Linked DNA regions of Mus musculus: all the other regions are linked to region 1. The links are chromatin contacts, called in public Hi-C and HiChIP or PLAC-seq maps. All regions are on one chromosome and are shown on one strand. The core of a region is the stretch at or near the end of the contact, and the rest is flanking DNA. Distances in the headings are between cores, read along the strand shown. Region 1 overlaps Gm33782 (a long non-coding RNA gene). Region 2 has its middle 72 kb from the start of Gm46240. Region 3 has its middle 85 kb from the start of Gm33897.

Region 1 (3,823 bases), core at 555-3,054:
TGATGTCATGCGCAGGAAGCCTTTAGACTAGAAAAGAAAACAATGTCCAACAGGAAGTTGACACCCTTTCTTAACAGGCATTAGCAAAGATCTGATTCCCATGGGTAAGGTGAGAAGGAGTTAGAAGAAAATTGCACCAGATACATTTGGGTGATGGAAGCCAGTCATTAGAGTAATCTTATAGCTGTAAAAGAGAGAGAAGACAGAAAGACCAGTTCTCCTGTGAAACCTGAAAAATACATGCATATATATATATATATATATATATATATATATATATATATACACACACATACAATACACATACACATACATATACATATACACAGATCTTTCTGGAATGTTCCTATAAAGGCTCCATTTGTCTTTGATGTGCTCTTCTATAAGTGATTGAATCAAAAGAACTCTGACTCCATTGATGGCTTGATGATTGATGGAGTTATAACCTAAACACACCACTTTGAGGTGGAGACTCAAGATGTGGGGTGTACCTGGAGGAGGTGGGTCTGTGGGATTTGGCATCTTGTCTCTAACCCCTCTCATCTCTCTGCTTCCTGTCAACCATGAAGAGAACAGCTTCACTTCTATACACGCTTCTTGCCATGTGTTCTTTCTTACCATGGCCCATGAACAGTGGAGCCGAGTAACTTTGGACTGAATCCTCCTGTACTGTGAGTCCAAAATAAATCTGTTTTAACCTGTTTATCATACATATTTTGTCCTAGTGATATATTAACAATGTAGAGGGCACCAATACCATGCCATGTACAGAGTATTGTCCCTTCTAAGTTGTTGATTAGAACCAGGTGGAGACTACACAATGCAGGTGTCCATGACCAGAAGAGGATTTGCCTTGACCGTAATGTCACTTGGGCTTCAGGGTAATTCTTGAATGGGTTTCTTGCTGTGCAGAGAGACACAACCATTATATAGTGTTTTGTGCTAGTGTTCTGTTTCTGGGTAGAGACACTATGACCAGGGCATCTCTGACAAATTCAGGCAAGCCATCTTACTTGCTTATAAACTGGTTAGGACTACACAGAAATACTTAAGGCAAGGTCTGATTGCAGATGTGGCATGCATCTAGCTCACTTTCACGGAGGGCAAAAGAGGACCAATTTGGATAATCAAGTGTGCTGAGGTCAGGCCAAGCTGACTCCTCTCACCTCCTCTGGAGCCCTTCTCATGACACATGTCTCTCTTTTGAAAATGAGGTGAGGGTTGCGTAACTGAATTCTTGAATAAGGTCAGTTATAAACATCACAGTCACCATCTCTTGTGTGAGTCAGAAACTGCTAGTCTGGACTTGCTATCAGAAGACACAGACTGAGAGAGAAGGGTTGTACTTTTTTTTTTAACCCATCAGAAAGCCAGAAATGATATAACATTTACAGAAGGTCAGATAGTTAAGTTTCCACCTGGCATAGGCTGTTCATGAGCTGCTTTTGAAGTTCTGGCTTCTTGATAAAGGGCTAAAAACACAGGAAAATAAAATTCCTTATGGTATGCTTTTTGCATAGGTGTGTGCACAGGAGACCAGACCATAGAAACAGTCTAAGAAGGTTCTACCATTTGTCCCAATCATGTGTAAGGAAGACAAACAAAAGGTGTTGAACCCTCCTCGACACCCTCCTCGACACTAGAAGTGTTCCTTTGGGAAACAAGAGTCAATATTTGAACTTAAAACAAACAGCCCTAAGTTCAAGGAACTCAAGAAATTTCTCAATTGCCCACTCATTCCTGGTATGTCATACACACAGCAAAGATGACTGTAGTCACCACAAACAGGAACTATGTACATGGCTGGGGAAAGGTCAGCCGATTAGATGTGTTTGGCATCAAGGCTCCTGGCACAACCACCACAAGCTGACCAGTCATAGCAGAGGAACAATATGGGAATCTTTGTTTGAGTGAACTACAATCCACAAGCATCGAACACAGGTGATTCAAAGCACACATTCAACTCTCTTGGAGGGTGAAACTTGGGAGAAGGAAGTCCACTTCACCAGGCTACTAAGTAGGAAACATTCATGAATCACTCAGCACGTATCACAATCACCAAAGCCGATAGAGCACAGCTGTGTGTCAAGATGCCCATGCTGGACTCCCACACAGCCCGTTCTCCTCCAGGCTAGCTGACCTTCAGGCTCTGACTACAGGTCTTAAGGGGATTCTAGGTGTCTTCCAGACTCTGGTACCTTTCATATCCCCTTTGAGCCAATGTCCCACATTTAAAGCCTTTCCCTTCTCCCTCACCTCCAGCTGCAGAATATGTTAGGATTAGCCTTTTTTTCAAAGTTCCTGCTGGGGTAAATTTCATGCGTCTATTTCCTCCCAACCCCCTGCCCCCAGCACATTCTCTTAATTAATTCAAAATTTCTCAAGTTTTTCTTAAAGGCCATAATTTATTCGGTTTCATAGACGTTTCTTTTTGACTCATTCTTCTCTCCAAACACCAGAGAGCCGCACGGATTCTGATATTTTTCCATAATTTCTAGCCCCGAATGACTCTGTGACTACAACGGAGCTTTTAAACATCGGTGAGTGGGGAGTGAGGATGTATAGGTGTTATTCATTCAGTCACTCATTCATTATTCATAAGCTCCTTACTGAATGCCTTCTAGTGCTTGGTTATTTTAAATCTACACAAAGTAATTCCAGTTCCGAGGAAACTCAATCTCAGGAAAGAGGAACATAATGCTTTTGGAACTCCATGCTGTCAGGTTTACAGTAAGCAGTGGCTCTCAGCATTAGCTGCACAGTAGAGCCAATCAGGCACTCTAAGCATAGACACCTACTCCAACTAAGACAAAGGGAATAAAAATCTCTGAGCCGGGTTTAATGATCCCATGGATAGAGGGACTCTCTGTGGTCCTAAAGAGGTTCCTATCCTGATTAATAAAGTATCTGTCTTGGGGTTTCTATTGCTGCAATGAAACACCAAGACCAAAAAGCAGTTGGGTTTGCGGGGGGGGGGGGGTGATATTCAGCTTATAATTCTAGATCATTGTCCATCACTGGAGGAAGCCAAGATAAGAACTCAAGCAATGTCTGGAACCTGGAGGCAGGAGCTGATACAGAAGCAATGAAAAGGTACTGCTCACTGGCTTTCTTTCCCTGGCTTTCTTTCTTTTCTTTTCTTTCTTTCTTTTTTTTTTTTTTTTACGGAGACAGGGTTTCTCCGTAGCCCTGGCTGTCCTGGAACTCACTTTGTAGACCAGGCTGACCTCGAACTTAGAAATCTGCCTGCCTCTGCCTTCCAAGTGTTGGGATTAAAGGCCTGTGCCACCACGCCTGGTGCTCAGCCTGCTTTCTTATAGAATCCAAGACCACCAACCCATGGATGACACACCCACAATGCGCTAGGCCCTCCCTCATTGATCACTAATTGAAAAAAAAAATGCCTTATAGCTGGTTCTCATGGAGGCATTTCATCAACCGAGGCACTTACATCTCTGATGACTCTAACTTGTGTCAGGGTGACACATAACACCAGCCAGTACAGTATTCAGGGATCCAAGGAAAGATGATCTATGAGCCGAATCTTAACAGATGGCTTTCTCAGTGAGGGTGTGGGAAACATATCCTAAGCAGGAAGGCCTGGGGTGAGTTTATAGAACATCCTGAGATGCTGGGTCAGGTTTAGAGAGCTGGAGCATGTGGACTTCATGTCTCTAGTGAACAGCAGTCCTAGAGGAATTGGTACCCAGGAAGTGATATGGTCCATCTTATACACATCTAAAGAACTAAGTATTTAGGGGGCAGATTTGACTTCCATCACAGCTTACCTTCATAAGAACTATCTCCTTTTTACTAAAATTTT
Region 2 (3,823 bases), core at 938-3,437, 490 kb before region 1:
ATGGGAAGAACTAGAAGGAAATCATTGAAAGAAAAAGAGAGCTGCTAACTTATTTTGCAGCAAATCCCTCACTGCGGGCACAGTCATCGCTTACAGTTTCACCTTATCCAACCAAAACAATCCTGCCATCGGCCTTGTTGGGCCTTTTCACGGGCATCTGACAGACTGTTGTCACAAAGAACATGCCTGAGTCTCAGCCACACAGAAACTCGCAACTTCTGAGGGCTTAGCACTCACTCGGTACAGTCCTCTCTTCCGAAAGTGGAGCTCCGTTTTTTTTTTCCAGGATCTTCCTCAGAGCTCCTAAGGCACTGGCCGCAGGCACATGAATGTCACTCTTTCTGGAGCTTTGGAACTCTCCATGGGTGGGTCCCTTCATGAAGCGTCTGGTTCCTCACCAGCTTCCTAATGAGATTCCTGCTCTCAGCTCCATACTATGCCTCCAGTCCTGAGAATCTTCACTATTTTCTGGCATGATCACACCTGATGTCCCCAGGGACTTCTTCAGTCCTCCCTCACCCAGTCAACAGATTCCCCTATTACAATGCTTAATGAAGTTTCTTTTGTTGGATGAAGCTCAATGGATATAAGAATTTGGTTTATTCATTTGACTCTTGTTTCTTGCCAGCATTTAAAGATTACGGTCTGAAAGTGTGGACACTTTGCCCCTTCTTAGAAATGGGAACAAAACACCCATGGAAGGAGTTAGAGAGACAAAATTTGGAGCTGTGACGAAAGGATGGACCATCTAGTGATTGCCATATGCAGGGATCCATCCCATAATCAGCTTCCAAACGCTGACACCATTGCATACACTAGCAAGATTTTGCTGAAAGGATCCAGATATAGCTGTCTCTTGTGAGTCTATGCCGGGGCCTAGCAAACACAGAAGTGGATGCCCACAGTCAGCTATTGGATGGGTCACACGGCCCCCAATGGAGGAGCTAGAGAAATTACCCAAGGAGCTAAAGGGAACTGCAACCCTATAGGTGGAACAACAATATGAACTAACCAGTACCCCTGAGCTCTTGTCTTTAGCTGCATATGTATCAAAAGATGGCCTAGTCGGCCATCACTGCAAAGAGAGGCCCATTGGACTTGTAAACTTTATATGCCCCAGTACAGGGGAACCCCAGGGCCAAAAAGGGGGAGTGGGTGGGTAGGGGATTGGGGGGGTGGGTATGGGGGACTTTTGGGATAGCATTGAAAATGTAAACGAGGAAAATACCTAATTAAAAAAAAAAAAGATTACGGTCTGTTCTCCGATGCCACTTCCTTGCTAACCTACATAACAGGAGAAAATGTAGGACCCAAATCTCTCTCAATAGTTTTCATCCATTTGAAAATGGACAAGAATTCCCTTCTCTAACATAAGAACTGGAGCTATTACTAAGTCAGCGATGACATAGAAAATCCCAAGAAGACTACAGGTGAGTTCTGTTTAGGTACTCTGAGTATATAACATGCTCAGCACGTGTTTTAGGGGTTCTGGGAACATGCCAAAGAATTAATTGGAGTTCCTTTAAAAAACGAAACAAAACAAAACTATTAGTTTATTAAATGGCTGACCTATTTCTTGCCACTTTTAATCTCATTTTTTCTTTCTGATTAAATGTAACTATATTAAGATAGACAATGGACATCCACCTTCCTATTTTCATAGTAGCCAGTGTTTTATCAAGGACAGGATTTCAAAGAGTGGCTATTGACAAGAAAAGATACTGAATACTTAGACAGCTTTCAACACTGAGAAGGCAATTAAAGAAAACCGTGATTTTAGTCTTTAAGACCACAAAAATAAACTTAAAACAACAGCTAACAATAAACCTCCCGTGATAAGCTTTCAAATTCTCAGACAGTGACTCTAAACGGAGGCTGGTCCCCAGAGCAACTTCTTGGAGACCTGGGTCTCGTTCTTGGAGCCTGCCAGGGGTTGAATTTGGGTATGTAAACATCCTGAAAGCTCTCTGAATTTTCAATATATTTACAGTCTTCCTTTGAAACCACTGCTCTGGTTCTAAATGTTTCAATCATTGTGTGATCTTGTGTTCTTAATACCAATCCAACTTTCTCCCCTGTGCTTGTTTTTCTGCTTCGTGTGTCTCAATATCAAAATATTCTTACCCCATGAGTCATTTTGGAAGCAAAGGTTTCAGGAAGTAAAAGCTCAAAAACCTCATGGCTGAAGTCATCCTCCTAAAATATATCCCTTATTCTCCATATGATGTACCGCGGCCTGTGCTTTCCTCTGGATGGTGATAATGGTAGCCTTCTGAAATCAACATGTTTGACCACGTACTTCTATTTTACAAATGCAGACTAAGTCAGGGATACCAAATGGCAATGTCATAATCCTTCTGTTCTCTGCCAACCCATTGCCTTATGGACTCAAATATGCTTCTCTTGAAACAGATGGCTCTCCCTACTCTCCAGGTTATTACATAAGGAGACGAGGGGCAGCTGATTGACTGTGCCTGATTTCCAGGGAGACCAGCACAAGCCACATGACAGGACCACAGGTGTACAGAGCGAGCTCGGCTTCAGAATTAGGCTTGCCTGAAATTCAACCTTGGCTCTGTGTCATGAGCACAGGACACCTTATTTGCCTTCTATCTTTCTTCTGTAGAATGATCAGAAGTATCATCTCCCTTACATGTTCATTAGAAATTATATATATACATGCACATATACTCTCTATATACACACAAATAAATATGTGTACATGTGTGTGTATATATATACATATAAGAACTTATATATATGTATATATATATATGTGTGTATATATATGTATATATATATATATATATATGAACTGAAAATACCCAATAGAAAATTTGCTTTCTTAGAATTTATATGTGAAAAACCAAGACTTTCCCAAACTCATTTCCACTGTTTTTCACAAAGCAAAATGGCTTCTCCCTCAAGCAGTTTTATTTATCTGATGTCTGATCACATCCTCTCAAGTGTTCCTTCCTTGACCTACAAGTGCAGCAGTAGAGGAAGTATGGGGGCTAGAGAATGGCTTGGTGATTCCCAGGGCTTACTGTTCATGCAGAGCACAGGAGCTGGGTTCCCCGCACCACGGTTATGAAGGTCACTAGTGCCCACTGGTTTGATGCTTTCTGGGAGTCTCAGGGGAGCCTGCACTCACGTGCACATACCTACACACAGACATACATACGCATGTAGTTAACACCAGAATAATAATAACTATGGAACTCAGGCCAGCTCGAGTTCCTGTCCCAGCTCCACCCTGTCCTCTCTGTGGATCCCGAGAGGGGCATTTCTTTGTATTTTAAGCATTTCTTCACGAATAAAATGATCTATAGAATCACAACACACTTGAAAAGAAAAAGACTGGTACAAGTTACAATCTCAAAGTTGACTTTCCCTTTCTTTTTTATCTGTAGCACTCTTCTTGTGGACATAGAGAGAGATGTGCACATACATACACACGCGCACGGTCAGTTCTGTCTGGCTCAGGCCATTCATCTCAGATAAATCCTCTTTCCCCAGGAAATCCAGCTTCAGTTTTCCCAGATTTCATACTGGCTCTGTGCAAGGCACCCTGGCCATTTTCTAATGAATACCTTGACCTCTTATTGCCATGAATGTTATTACAAGAGCTACCCATTGCTGAACATCAACAAATGTTAATTATCTCATGGACTTTCTTAGGGGCCAGGCAACCGGGAGCATCATGGTTGGGTTCACAGTCTCTCACAAGGTTTTATGAGGCAGTTGTCTGGGGCTGCTATCACCCTGAGTTTCTATTGAAGCTGGAAAACACAAAACAGTATCTGCTGTGGATCCCATTTCA
Region 3 (3,823 bases), core at 362-2,861, 460 kb before region 1:
TCTTCGCTTATATCCACTAAATGCAGAGCCATTGCCTTCATATACAAATCAGGTCATGATGCTCTGCTGCTCAAAAGTCTTTATTTCCTGTTTCTCACACAGTAAAACTCAAATTCTTTATTTGGCAATAAAGATCCTATATTAACTATCTTCTTTGACTCTGAATTCATCTTCTCATCTTCTCCTTGTCTTCTTCCTCTGCTCCTGCCACACTGGCCTCCCTGATTCTCCCTCAAAGTTGCAAATCTGAGCTTGGGTAAGATCTTTGAACCTCCTCTTTGAAAACTCTTGCTCCACTTGGCTAAGGATCCCACGTCCCTGCCTCTGCTCAGATAGCAGATGAAGAGAGAAGCACTGTGCTACAGACTAGACACCCTCCTAATGGCTTCTGCTTTACTTGTCTTGTGAATTTCATCACTCACAGACATGTTGACTACGGTTTTGTCTGTTTCCCCTGAATGGAAGGCAGGTTCCTTTGGGGCAAACTCATTGCCATGGTTTTGTTTACTGTGGATTCTCTGTCACCTACAATAGTGTGTGTGGCATATAGTGAGCACTGAATACACATTGAAAGAAAAGTCAGATGAGCCATAGTGCCACCTTTCATTCTGGATTCAGAAATTCCAAGTCAACTTTTATCGTCAATCAAAAGCAGTTCCAGATTCCTCTTGTCCAAAATAGTCACCAGGAAATAGATGAAGAAGTAATGACTGTTAGTTCACCTAATGCATGGAAATAAGATTAGCACACAGCAGAGACAAGATTTTAAAGGAGATATGGGCAGGCTCCATGGAACTTCCCATTGGGTCCTGCTATCCTCTGGGCATATGATGCACAGGTTCCTGCGTAAGGAGTAGCAATGGTGTAGGCAGAGGGAGACGGAAAACTCCATGTTGTTTTCCTAATGCATTAATAAAGCCAAATTCCCGTTGTGGACCAAAGAAGAAATACTAGGATTATTTCCTGTCACAATGGCAGTAATGATGATGGCCATAATGAAGAAGATACTAAGACTGTTACATTCCCAATTCTCCTCTAAGCCTATCCACAATGAACTATATGATTAAAAGAAGACAGAACAAAAACTCTTTTATTTTCTTCTGCATGCAACAGGGTTTTTAATAGTTGTGTTCTTGTCTATTACCCAAAGCAATGTATACAAATGGAATGTCCCACTCACTGCACTGAAGTGGGTGGTGCTGTTTTCTGAGAAGCGCATGGCTATCTGTTAGGATGGAGAGAGCATTTGTGACAATAAGAGTATATTCTTACAAATGTTTAGGGCAAAACGTGATTCAACAAACAAGTTAATAACTGTATTACTTTGGACAACTTGCTTACCTTTTCAATGGTTTGAACAAGAAATGTCTACTATACTCTTAGGCACATGAATACTCACTTCTTAGATGGTGGCACTATTTGGGCAGGCCAAGGCGGTATGGCTTTGTTGGATGTAGATACATTTTCTGGACGCAGATACATTTTCTGCCCTTCAGTGTCTGGGCTGGAAAATAGAGGAACAATGATTGTTTCATCTACATGACTAAGCACAGACTAAACATTTCCATCATCCAGTGGAGATGGAAGGAGAAAAAAAAAAACCACGTGTCTCATTGAAATTGGCTCCTGAGCCACTAGTTGAGCACTATGAGTGTTTTAATGCCTCTAAGTTTTCCTTGTGAATAAAGGCTTACCTAATGTTATTATTAACTCTTTTGTTTTCTGCAACTTGCTTTATGCCATTCTAGAGGATATAATTATATCTTTCTTTAATACAATTAGCCTGGACTATTTTTCCTTGGAGTTATGGTAAACAAAAATAATTGGTAATTATTCTTATAGGACTCTAATACAATGAATAGAAAATGATCGCGTTATTAGAGTATTATAGTCTCCCTTAAATAAAGGCTGTGTGACCCCTAGCATCTCTCCTGGTGAGTCTTCACTAGCTATCCATGAAGAAAGAATAGGATATTTGCTACAACAAGTCTTCATTACAGATTTACTGTACATTATCTTTTAGAGAAAACATAAAGTATCTGGGTGAGAGAGAGGAGAGATAAGGCATAAGCTATAATCCACACATGATCCCAGTCTGCAACTGAACACTTACTGGGTTAAGATGTTCTTGTTTTAACCATTGTGACAAAAAGAAAACAAGACACTAGACTCAAGAACACCACTTGCTAATTCTACAGTAGAATCCACCCTATTCAACTTTTTCTTTAATGATTTGAATAAAGACCAAAGTGACATGAAAACCTAATCTGCCAGCCCCCATACAGATGATGAACAGCGCTCATGATCCACTGGGGAATTTAAGAGCAAGGCATCCACAATTGTTACTAAAACAAACGAACTGTACTAGAAGATAAATGTAGACTCATGTTTATTAAAATGTAACATGGGAATAACAAAAATCCATGCAGTGCTTAGTTCTTCATTCCAGTCCTTCACTAGGAGGCACGGATATTTCAGGAATAAATTATATATTGTTTCCCTGTAATTCAACAACAAGGTTCATGTAGCTGAGGAGAGAGTGCCACAGGAAGAACAATGTGACTATGGATATGTTCACTCATACACATGCACACATACATAAACACACACAAACATACACATACACACACACACACACACACACACACACACACACACACACACACGAATTACAGTCACCCAGTGGAGATATCAAATGAAAAACAAGCATATCCCATGGAAATGGGATCATGACCTGAAGGCATGAGAAAGATATGCAGATTAAAATTGGGATGGATGCTGACATTGTAGGCACTAAGATGCAGAGTAGGAAATAGTGAGAGAAGACACTAGAGAAACAAAAAGAAGAGTTTTGGAGACACTAACTCACATTGCAGCAATATGATTTTATCATCTAGACATGAGGAATGAACACAGAGATTAAACCAGGAAGCAGCCTGCCTCTACATGTGTTGTATGTTGGTTACTCTGGCACTGGCTTGGGGGGGGGGGAGGGTAACGGGACCCAGGAGAGGGAAGATTGGATACAAGAAGCACACTTCTGAATAATGGCCAGAGATTCAAATGTGTTCAGTGTTACTGTGGACACTCCAGGATATAAAAGCCAAAAGGAAGAAAGAAATTCATGAAGACCTAGGACAAGAAGATCAAAGAAAGTTCCACAGGAAATCATAAGAGCCCCAGGCCACAATATCCACTGAAGTAGAGACTCACAAAAGAAGTGATTTTCAGGACTGAATGCAACCCAGAGATCCATTAGAATGAGGACTTTAAAATGATCCTCAAATTTTCACAGGCAGACTGATTGTTCAGCTTAATGGATACACCTTTCGTAAAGGGGATGAGGTGGAAGACCAATTAGAGTGTACTTTGAAGAAAATGAGAAATGAATACGCATAGCATGTTCTATCTTCAAAACCTTGGTAGGGAAGGAAAGAGGCACTGCTAACTAAAGTCATAGAAGTGATTTGACTTGGTTTACAAGAAAAGAGGAAAGAACTCGTGGAAGAGGGTAGAATTCTAGGTCTCAGGGAGAACAAAATAAGAATGGATTCCACTGGTGGAAAAGTTAACTTTGGTTGTAAGTAGAAGGACTGCATATCACATCTTATTAAAAAGTGTATAGAGAAAATGTAGGATTTGTGACTAAGCTGGTGGATGAGGGTGGCAGAAACATCGAAGGTGAACAGTTCTTCAATGAAGTCTTGTTGCTGCGATGGTAGGTATCTAAGTCCCATATTTCTTATCCTACTTCTTACATGAGGCAATTCATTAGCAGAGGGTGATCTGAGAATTCCTGCCCATAGAATGCTACCACAGAGCC

What was found. Hi-C and Micro-C count contacts between places; a contact is called where the count stands out from the background. HiChIP or PLAC-seq counts read pairs in DNA pulled down with a chosen protein or histone mark.
Region 2: a contact with region 1 is called in a Hi-C map of bone marrow-derived macrophages, with 3 times the contacts expected there. The contact joins two enhancer-like sites. A contact is called at or near these places in 2 of 484 Hi-C or Micro-C datasets (bone marrow-derived macrophages and psoas muscle) and 3 of 115 datasets of contacts at active chromatin or transcription factors (bone marrow-derived dendritic cells, cardiomyocytes and embryonic stem cells).
Region 3: a contact with region 1 is called in an H3K4me3 HiChIP or PLAC-seq map of bone marrow-derived macrophages, with 5 times the contacts expected there. The contact joins two enhancer-like sites. A contact is called at or near these places in 1 of 15 datasets of contacts at CTCF or cohesin (pro-B cells), 1 of 484 Hi-C or Micro-C datasets (bone marrow-derived macrophages), 2 of 115 datasets of contacts at active chromatin or transcription factors (bone marrow-derived dendritic cells and bone marrow-derived macrophages) and 1 of 9 other capture datasets (embryonic stem cells).

The regions. Positions count from the first base shown.
Region 1 is chr10:96,336,207-96,340,029 of GRCm38.p6, reverse strand. The region is part of intron 2 of Gm33782 (a long non-coding RNA gene); the gene reads right to left. Among named protein-coding and RNA genes, the nearest start is that of Gm33782, 29 kb to the right of the region's middle. Within about 2 kb of position 1,804, at least 107 of the 459 cell types and tissues checked have an H3K27ac peak or open chromatin away from gene starts, as enhancers often do. A contact at or near this core is called in bone marrow-derived macrophages, where this site is marked.
Region 2 is chr10:96,827,410-96,831,232 of GRCm38.p6, reverse strand. No RefSeq gene overlaps it. Among named protein-coding and RNA genes, the nearest start is that of Gm46240, 72 kb to the left of the region's middle. Within about 2 kb of position 2,187, at least 41 of the 459 cell types and tissues checked have an H3K27ac peak or open chromatin away from gene starts, as enhancers often do. A contact at or near this core is called in bone marrow-derived macrophages, where this site is marked.
Region 3 is chr10:96,798,724-96,802,546 of GRCm38.p6, reverse strand. No RefSeq gene overlaps it. Among named protein-coding and RNA genes, the nearest start is that of Gm33897, 85 kb to the right of the region's middle. Within about 2 kb of position 1,611, at least 4 of the 459 cell types and tissues checked have an H3K27ac peak or open chromatin away from gene starts, as enhancers often do. A contact at or near this core is called in bone marrow-derived macrophages, where this site is marked.